Regions from separate parts of the Mus musculus genome. Here region 1 is linked to region 2. A link is a contact called in public targeted proximity ligation data. All regions are on one chromosome and are shown on one strand. The core of a region is the stretch at or near the end of the contact, and the rest is flanking DNA. Distances in the headings are between cores, read along the strand shown. Region 1 has its middle 210 kb from the start of Cemip2. Region 2 overlaps Cemip2 (cell migration inducing hyaluronidase 2).

What was found.
Region 1: a contact with region 2 is called in a targeted proximity ligation map of fibro-adipogenic progenitors, with 2.1 times the contacts expected there. A contact is called at or near these places in 1 of 484 Hi-C or Micro-C datasets (uterus) and 1 of 130 datasets of targeted methods (fibro-adipogenic progenitors).

Annotation. Positions count from the first base shown.
Region 1 is chr19:21,988,254-21,992,378 of GRCm38.p6, reverse strand. No RefSeq gene overlaps it. Among named protein-coding and RNA genes, the nearest start is that of Cemip2, 210 kb to the right of the region's middle.
Region 2 is chr19:21,818,032-21,822,195 of GRCm38.p6, reverse strand. The region is part of intron 12 of Cemip2 (cell migration inducing hyaluronidase 2); the gene reads right to left. Among named protein-coding and RNA genes, the nearest start is that of Cemip2, 42 kb to the right of the region's middle.

The DNA of each region.
Region 1 (4,125 bases), core at 104-2,603, 170 kb before region 2:
TCCCAATCATAGCTCCCCTCCCACTTCTCCTCCCATTCCACCCTTACAAATCCCTCCCCTCTTACCTCTTCCTTGGGTACCACCCCACCCTGAGACGTCTAGTCCAAGGAGGACTAAGCTCTTCCTCTTCCACTGAGGCCCAACCGGCCGTCCAGGAAGGGGAAGGGGATTCAATGGCAGGCAACAGAATCAGAGACAGCCCCAGCTCAAATTGTTAGGGGATCCACATGAAGACCAAGCTGCACATGTGCTACAAGTGGAGGGAAGCTAGGTCCAGCCTCTACATGCTCTTTGATTAGTGGTTCAGCCTCTGTGAGCCCCCAGTAAAGGAACGTTTTTCACTGCCCCTCTAAGAAGTTTTAAGGACCTGATCTTTTTCTCTCTGTATATAAAGAGACCTTGCCAAAACAAGTAAACATGATATCATTTAAATAATTTTTAAGATTCTACATAATACATAAAAAATGCATACACATAATTGGGTTTGTGAGTGGAGAGTAATAGTCCTTGGAGAGCAAACATAAAGATGTATGAGCGATAAAAGGCAATGAAATGGAACTTTCTGCAGACAATCTTCCAACTTGATCTAGTGCAACCCTACAGCCACCCAGGCTCCAACACTCTTCAATGGCCTGGTTGGGTTTTGGGTTTTTTTTTTTTTTTTGTCAAAAGAAATAGATTTAGGGCTCAGAACTAGACTAGAGACCATCTGCTAGTTTCAATGACTAAAAGTGACCTGATAAATAAAGGGAAAGTGTGTCATGATTGAGCCCAAAGAAGAATCTCCCTTGAGGAAATTCTGTGTCAGATTTGCTTAGTAACACAGCCAAAGAGAAGATCCAAAAAAGGCAGGCTATAATTAGCAAATAAAGTAAAGAAAAATCTCATCATTTGGACTTGAAAACTCACTATGTGTTATTTAGCACACTAATATGTTGCCAAAAGCAGTCAGGCAATGGAAAACATTAAGTCATTTTTTTTTAATGACTTGTATCTTCTTCGTTTCCAACTTATTTAAATTTAGGACAAATGACATGATCAACCTCCTCCGAGCCAACTTTGAGCGTTGGGGTTTTTTTCCTAGAGTATGATTTTCTAAGAACTAAAACCCTTATAAATGTAACAGGCTTTTCTAACCAAATAAAGTTGCCAGTTGGTTCTGAGCCCATGGCTCTGACCAGGGAGTTCTGCAAACTTTGTGTAGAGCCAAATACATAATTCTAAACTTTCACAATATGTGCTGACAGAGGAAAGAAAGAATTTTATTCTGGTTGAGTCAGTTATACAGTGGAGCCCAAGGCTTGTGGAAGAACGTTGCTTGGATTGAGTCACTTAGGTCCTAACTTCGTAAGACAGGGATCAAAGTCTAACTGTTCAGGGCATAGGAGTTGCCATACCATTGAGCAAAACGAACAAAGCTAGTCAGCCATGAAACTGGCAATGGAATGGAGACTCTTGACTTTAATTCTGAAGTTGTATTTGACGCGGTCCTATTCCAGTTTTGCTAAATATCACCACCCAGTAATATCATCTGAAAATGCCTGGAAGCCCTCCAGTCGAGGTACACTGCTTCACTGATTTCTTTTTGGAAATGCTAACAGGGTTTAGTCACCTAGGCTGCAGGAGAGGAGCGAAAGTGGAAAATACCTGAAGTTTTGTTATGTAACTGTAAGCCAGGCTTAACTTCCTATGTCTCAGCCAACTTAATATTAAAAGCAGTTTTTCTTTTTTCTGAGCATATGGCTTAAGGGAGAGTGGCGATTTCAAATGAAGTAGCATTAAGAGAGAACCAGGTGGCAAAGTGGTGCCGTGCCTCCGTGGCAAAATAAAAACAGACAGATGAGTCCTTGAAAATGTGCAGTCCATGCGTTTGCATTAAATATGCTTAGAATCCATCCTATGACAGCAGTAGCCCACTCCTTGCTTTCAGAGAGCGCAGAGGATGATGGGAGTGGTCAGCAATGACAGTGCTCTGTGTGTAGAATGCTAAAGGAAGTCCAGGATGGTTCTTGAGCACAAATGAGCAACTAAGCCTGAACTTCAACAACCAGAGAAAGCTTTCTAGATAGGGTGGGAGCTCAAATAAGGAATAGAGCTAACAGAATGTTCCCGGCTGTAGAGAAGACAGTGACGGTGGGCTAGGTAATTGGTTGCAGTTGGTTATTTCTCTCAATCACTAATTGCACACGTAAGTATTGAGTGTACACTAGACTTCAGACACACAGTAAAAGGAATTCCCTTATTTTATTACACTCACAACAGCAGTTGTACCAATGATAACATTTAAAACAGCATACGTCTCATGTTTATTAATTCTGTCATTTATCCAACAAACACTAGACAGGATGCCTTAAGAATTAACCAAGAAGCACTAGACAGGATGTCTAGGAAAAGAGCTAAAATTTAAAATTCAAATGTTTACTTGACTCGCTAACATGAATGAGAATCAAAATCAGGCAATGTTTGGGCCCATAATTTATTTTAATTTCATGGGTAAAATCATACTTATTTTTATTCCACTCCTTTGTGCTATAAAAAAATGTGCTTGTGTGCTAGTGTGTGTGTGTGTGTGTGTGTGTGTGTGTGTGTGTGGGTGTGTGTGTGTGTGATACAGTGTAATATGTGAGCATTCATGTGTACATATAAGTGTGCACACATATATGTCCATGCATGTAGAGACCAGGTGTCAGGTGTCTCCCACCCTTATTCCTTAACAATGAATCTCTCACTGAACCTGGAATTGCCTGATTGGCTGGGCTGGCTGGCTGGCTGGCTGGCTGGTTAGTTCTATGGATCCACCTTTTCTCTGCTACCCCATCGCTACAGATTCATGTAGCCATGCCAAGCTGTTTTTATATAGGTACTGTGGGTCTGAACTTGGGTCCTCCTACTTGTACAACAGGCAGTTTATAAGCTTGAGCCATCTTCCTAGCCCCAGTGCATGATGATTAAAAAATGTACTTACAGGGCTATAGAGATGGCTCAGACATTAAAAGCACATACTACTCTTGCAGACAACCCAAATTTAATTCCAAGAACCCACATCAGACTGGTCACAACAATCTGTAACTGCAGCCCAGGGGCTCCACGACCCTCTTCTGACCTCAGTGGGTATATGCACTCACAGACACACATCCACACAGAGATGAACACATGCAAAATTAAGAATAAAATATTTAAATACAGTTACAAAGTTTGTCAGAGATCTAGAATTCTATTCATATATAAAAACTATCTATATAAGGTAGTATTTTAAAAAAATCTTGTGAAGACTATGTATATGTTTATATATTAACTATATATATGCATATATATATTAAAATGTAGTTTTAATATATGGAAGCACAATCCTGGGAAGATGCTTCTGTGAGTAATAACACTTGCTGTGCAAGCAGGAAGACATGTGTTCAATCCCCAGTACCATGTAAGAAGCTCAGGCATGACTGCTCATGCCTCCTAGCACTGAGGAGCAGAGACAGGTGGATCCCTGTGTCTCATTGGCTGGTAAGCCTAGCCAAACTGAAGAGCTTCCAACCCCATCAGAAATCATTTTAAGGCAAGAGGGCTGAGAGCAATGAGGGAAGACACTCAGCATCTCCTCTTTAGCCTCTGTACATACATGCATGAAGGAGTGTACCTGCACACACACACACACACACACACACACACACACACACATACACACACCACACTACACTAAAATGTACACAGTACACACATGCATCTACCACATAGAGAGATAAATAAAGAATTAAGTAATATATGTGGAAACAGGAACATATATGGAAACACTGGCAGTAATATACTAGCAAATACTGAATTTGTCAGAAAAAAAAACTTTAAAAATATCCTGATTTGATTATTTTCCATCTCTGTAGAAGAAATATGTCCACCAAGGACAATTTCAAACTATTGACATTTGTAAGATTTCTGACAAACTACAGCTTGTCTTCAGGTTCTGGAACAGACCAACTCAATAAAACCAACTCAATAAAACAGTCAAGGGTGACAGCACTTCAGAGTTTCTTATATTCTCTTGAATATACTAAAGTAATAATTTATATTATGCTCTAAAAGATTGCAACACATTCTGCTATACCTAAATAACAAGTAAAAGAAGATTGG
Region 2 (4,164 bases), core at 601-3,100:
AGCCCGGGGGGCCTCAGGCCTGTGAGCTGCACATTCTATATCAAGCACTACACTCTGTACCAAGCAAGTCACTGGAGAACAAGAAGTGAGGTGAGAAGGAGGGAAATGGAACAGGTCCAAGGCACACACATGCCCCTTGGCTCAATAAGCATGGGAGGTCAGCAAAAGCAGGAAACCGTGTGATCCGATCTCCGCTATCCACCAACCTCCCACCCCTCCCAGCATATCCCAGGATGACATTTGCTGAATGGACTAGAAGGGAGGCTCCTTGTGGGTTTCTGATAGATGCTGATGGCACAGACTGGAATGGGAGCATCAGGGATGAAGAGGATGATGTCTACCCAAGCCCAGTGCCCTAACTAGCTCAGACTGAAGAGGTAAAAAGCCTTGCACAAAGTTGTTACAGCAAGTCAAACAAGGAGAGCCACGGGAAGGAGCTCTGTAATGTTCTAAATTAGCGGGATCCCCAACCTTCCTTCTGCTGCGGCATTTTAATGCAGTTCCTCATGTTGTGCTGACCCACAACCATAAAATTATTTCACTGCTACTTCACAACTGTAATTTTGTTACTGTTATAAATTTTAATGTAAATATCTGATATGTAGAGTATCAGCTATGTGACCCCCACCTCACCAAAGGGGTCATGACCCACAGGCTGAGAACCACTACTCTAAATAAAGACACACAGATATTATAATGCAACATGTGACCCCCTGCTGCAGCCCCCTCATCTCTTCTGAGCATCTCTATATAGCCCAATGACTGATCATTTACACCAAAGCTGGGTCCTCAATTTCAGCTTTTTCACTGGTATTTAGAAAATGCAGTTAGGGGCTAGCAAGATGGCTCAGTGGTTAAAAGCACTGTCTATTCTTCCAGAGGACCTGGGTTCAATTCCCAACCCCCACATGATGGCTCACAACCATCTATAACTCCAGTTCAAGGGGATCTGATAACCTCTTTTGGGTTATGAAGGTGGTACACTAACACACATATAGACAAAACATCATGATGGTTAATTTCTTTAAGATTTATTTTATTTTTATTTAAGTGTATGTGTGGTCCTGTGTCTCTGTGTATATATATACACAAAACAAGTGCCCATAGAGGCTAGATGCTGGAGGTACAGGTGGTTGTGAGCCACCCAACCTAGGCTGTGAACAAAACTCCTGTCCTCCGAGAGCTGCAAGCGCTCCTAATGGTTAAGCCATCTCTCCAGTCTCTCGGTTGTTAATACTGCTGACAACTTAGTGGGATTTAAATCACTATAGAGAGACATCCCTAGGCATGTCTGTGAGGAAATTTCCAGACTGGGTAAACTGAGGTAGGATGGCCCACCCTAAATGCAAGTGGCACCAGTCTGTGAAAGAGTCAGCCAACACCAGTGTTCCTCTCCCTCTGACTGATAACTGTGGATTCTCTGTGCTCAGCTGCCTCACAACCTGGCCACTCACTGAGCCTTCCTTCCCTGCCGTGATATCCCTTCTCAAAGTATAAACAAAAAAAAAAACCCTCCCCCCTCTCCAGTTGCTTCCTGTAAAATATTTGGTCATAGCAATGACAAAAATAACTAATACAATCACCTCCCCTGATTTGAATGTACTAATTAGTTATAATGCACTGATTGGCTACCATGCCTCACCCTACCCCTTTTAAAAACTTCTTTATGAAATTCCCCAACTTCTAATGAAGTTTCCCAATCTTCAAATTCCCACTGTTTCCCATCTTGAGGACTCTGATAATTGGTGAGTCAGCTTCCTCTCTGAGGAACGGGATGAGTGTATCTGCTAGATCCCAGGAGCCCGGTGTTCAGCTCACAGCCTGATTTATTTATTACTCATTTGTGTCCTGTCATTTTTACTCATGTCTGGGTTGCATGAACACACGTGGACATAGTCTGCACACTGCTCCACACATACATACAGCTGCCAACTATCTAGTCATTCCCCTTCTATAATTAGCTCTGAGGTTACAGCTTACTAATGGAGTCTAGTTCCTTAGTATGTCTGCATTTGAAAACTGGTAAGAGAACTCAGAGTATGAAGGAATAATTACCATTTTCATAATACGTACAGGTTTATCTAGTAACAAACTTCTGAAGCCATAATGAGGAGTCCAGTTACAATGTCCACAGCCTCTTAATATACTTATTCCTCCATCCATGTACATACTATATACAAACATATAAAGTACATAGCGTGGCCTTTGCATACATGCATACAAACATGAGGGAACAAACATGTGTGGAGGCAGGATGCTCCTGTCAGCTGGTTTCCTCACTCACGACTCACATTAGTTTCATGACAGGGTCTCTCAGTGGACCCGGTGCTGCATGATTCAGCTGGACTCTGTTCAGCAATCCCAGGACTCCCCTTACCTCTCCTGGCACCTCGCCTGCCTTGTAGGGAGGTTGCACTGACATCTCACACTTGTGACGCAAGCCCTGAGCCAGCTCAGCCAGCAGGCTTAGATAAGTTCTTTCAAGGCAGAAAAAGAAGCCAACTGTTTAACAGTTTTTCTGGCACGAACTCATTGAAACTACCAACTATAAAAAACCTTTTTAAAAGCAGGTGTGACCAGATTTGGTAGCTCCTTCCAGTAATCCCAACACTTGGATGCAGAGGCAGGCAGGCCCTGTGAGTTCTAGACCAGACTGAATTCCATCTTGAGTCTAGTCTCATAACAAACATAATAAAAAATACACGGGCAACTTTCCAATAGCAACTTTGTAGGGGTTTTTTTTGTTTGTTTGTTTGTTTGTTTTTTTTGGCGGGGAGGGCGGGGAGATTAGGCCAATATGCTAATTTTATTTAGTGCTAACTTGATATACTTGATATAAAGTAGAGTCAACTAGAAACAAGTAACCTCAACTGAGAAATTTTCTAGATCAGACTAGTCCATTGGCTTGTCTGTGGGGCATGTTCTTGATTGCTAAATGAAACAGGAGGGCCCAGCCTACTGTGGGTAGCACTATCCCTAGGCAGGTAGAAAGCAAGGGAGAGATCCAGTAAGCAATAGCATCCCCACAGGGTCTCTGCATCAGAATCCTGCTGTGAGCCCCTGCCACTGCCTCCCTCAGTTAGGATGTAGCCTGTGAGTTGAAATAGGCCCTCTCCTCCCCAAGTTGCTTTTTATTACATGGCGTTTTTCATCACAGCAACAGGAAGCAAAGTAGGACATCCAATATTCTTGCTTCATAATTTTATTCTCATCTAAGTGGTCCTCCTTAAGTTTTGGCCCATTTTTTTGGCATCCCAGGTTCATCACCTTGGGGCCTTAAATGTTCCCTGATCACTGCTCACTGCTCTCGAAGGTTTCATGCTTAACTTGACCTTCGGGGTCCTGTGCACAATTCACTATGTGGGCTTTGTCCGGCTTCTCCTAACCTCATCTCTCAACAGTGTAAGGCGAGTCCTGCCTTGCACATTAGATCCGATCCAGCCACCTTTAGTCTGGCTCCTGCTTTATTCCCTTAACAACTGGGCCGGTCATGTGTCTTTCCTACATCTAGCAAAAGCCTTTGCAATGTATCTCCTTTCAACTTCATGATCCAGTCAATAAACGTGAAGTACAGAAAAACAGTATGTTCCTGGTTGCTACTGAGTGTGACTTCAGGTTGCAACATTGACCAGAACACTTTCTATGCACCTGAGATGCTTTGTGTACTTTGGCTGAGAAAGAGAGAGAGAAAGAGAGAGCGCCGTAACACTGGCCCACATTCCAAACACGTTATGTGGTTACATGGGAGAGTAACCCAGCCCGCCAGGAGGTTAACCTGAGGCTACCAAGGAGAACTAGAGCCAGCTTAATCTGGGATCATTCCCTTGAAACAAAACCCAGTGCTCTACCACATCTGCGCGTTCACTGTAATTCTATACGCTTAGGTTTCGGGGAATGACTTGTTTTTCAGGGAGTGAGTCTTTGTTCTCAAATCTGAAACCGTTGTTACCCTTTCTCTTTCTGTTTCTCTCTGTAACTCGCTCTCACAACCATCTCCACTGTGAAAGAGGAACAAGGAAGCCATCAACTTCCTCGGCATTTCAGAAAGATAAATGCCTTTATGTGAGCTTACAAAACTTCATCTACATATGCTGCCATCAAAAAGCACCCCAGGTGCTCGAATGCAAATGATCTCCCCCTGAAGGTTAAGCCTAGGTGTACAAT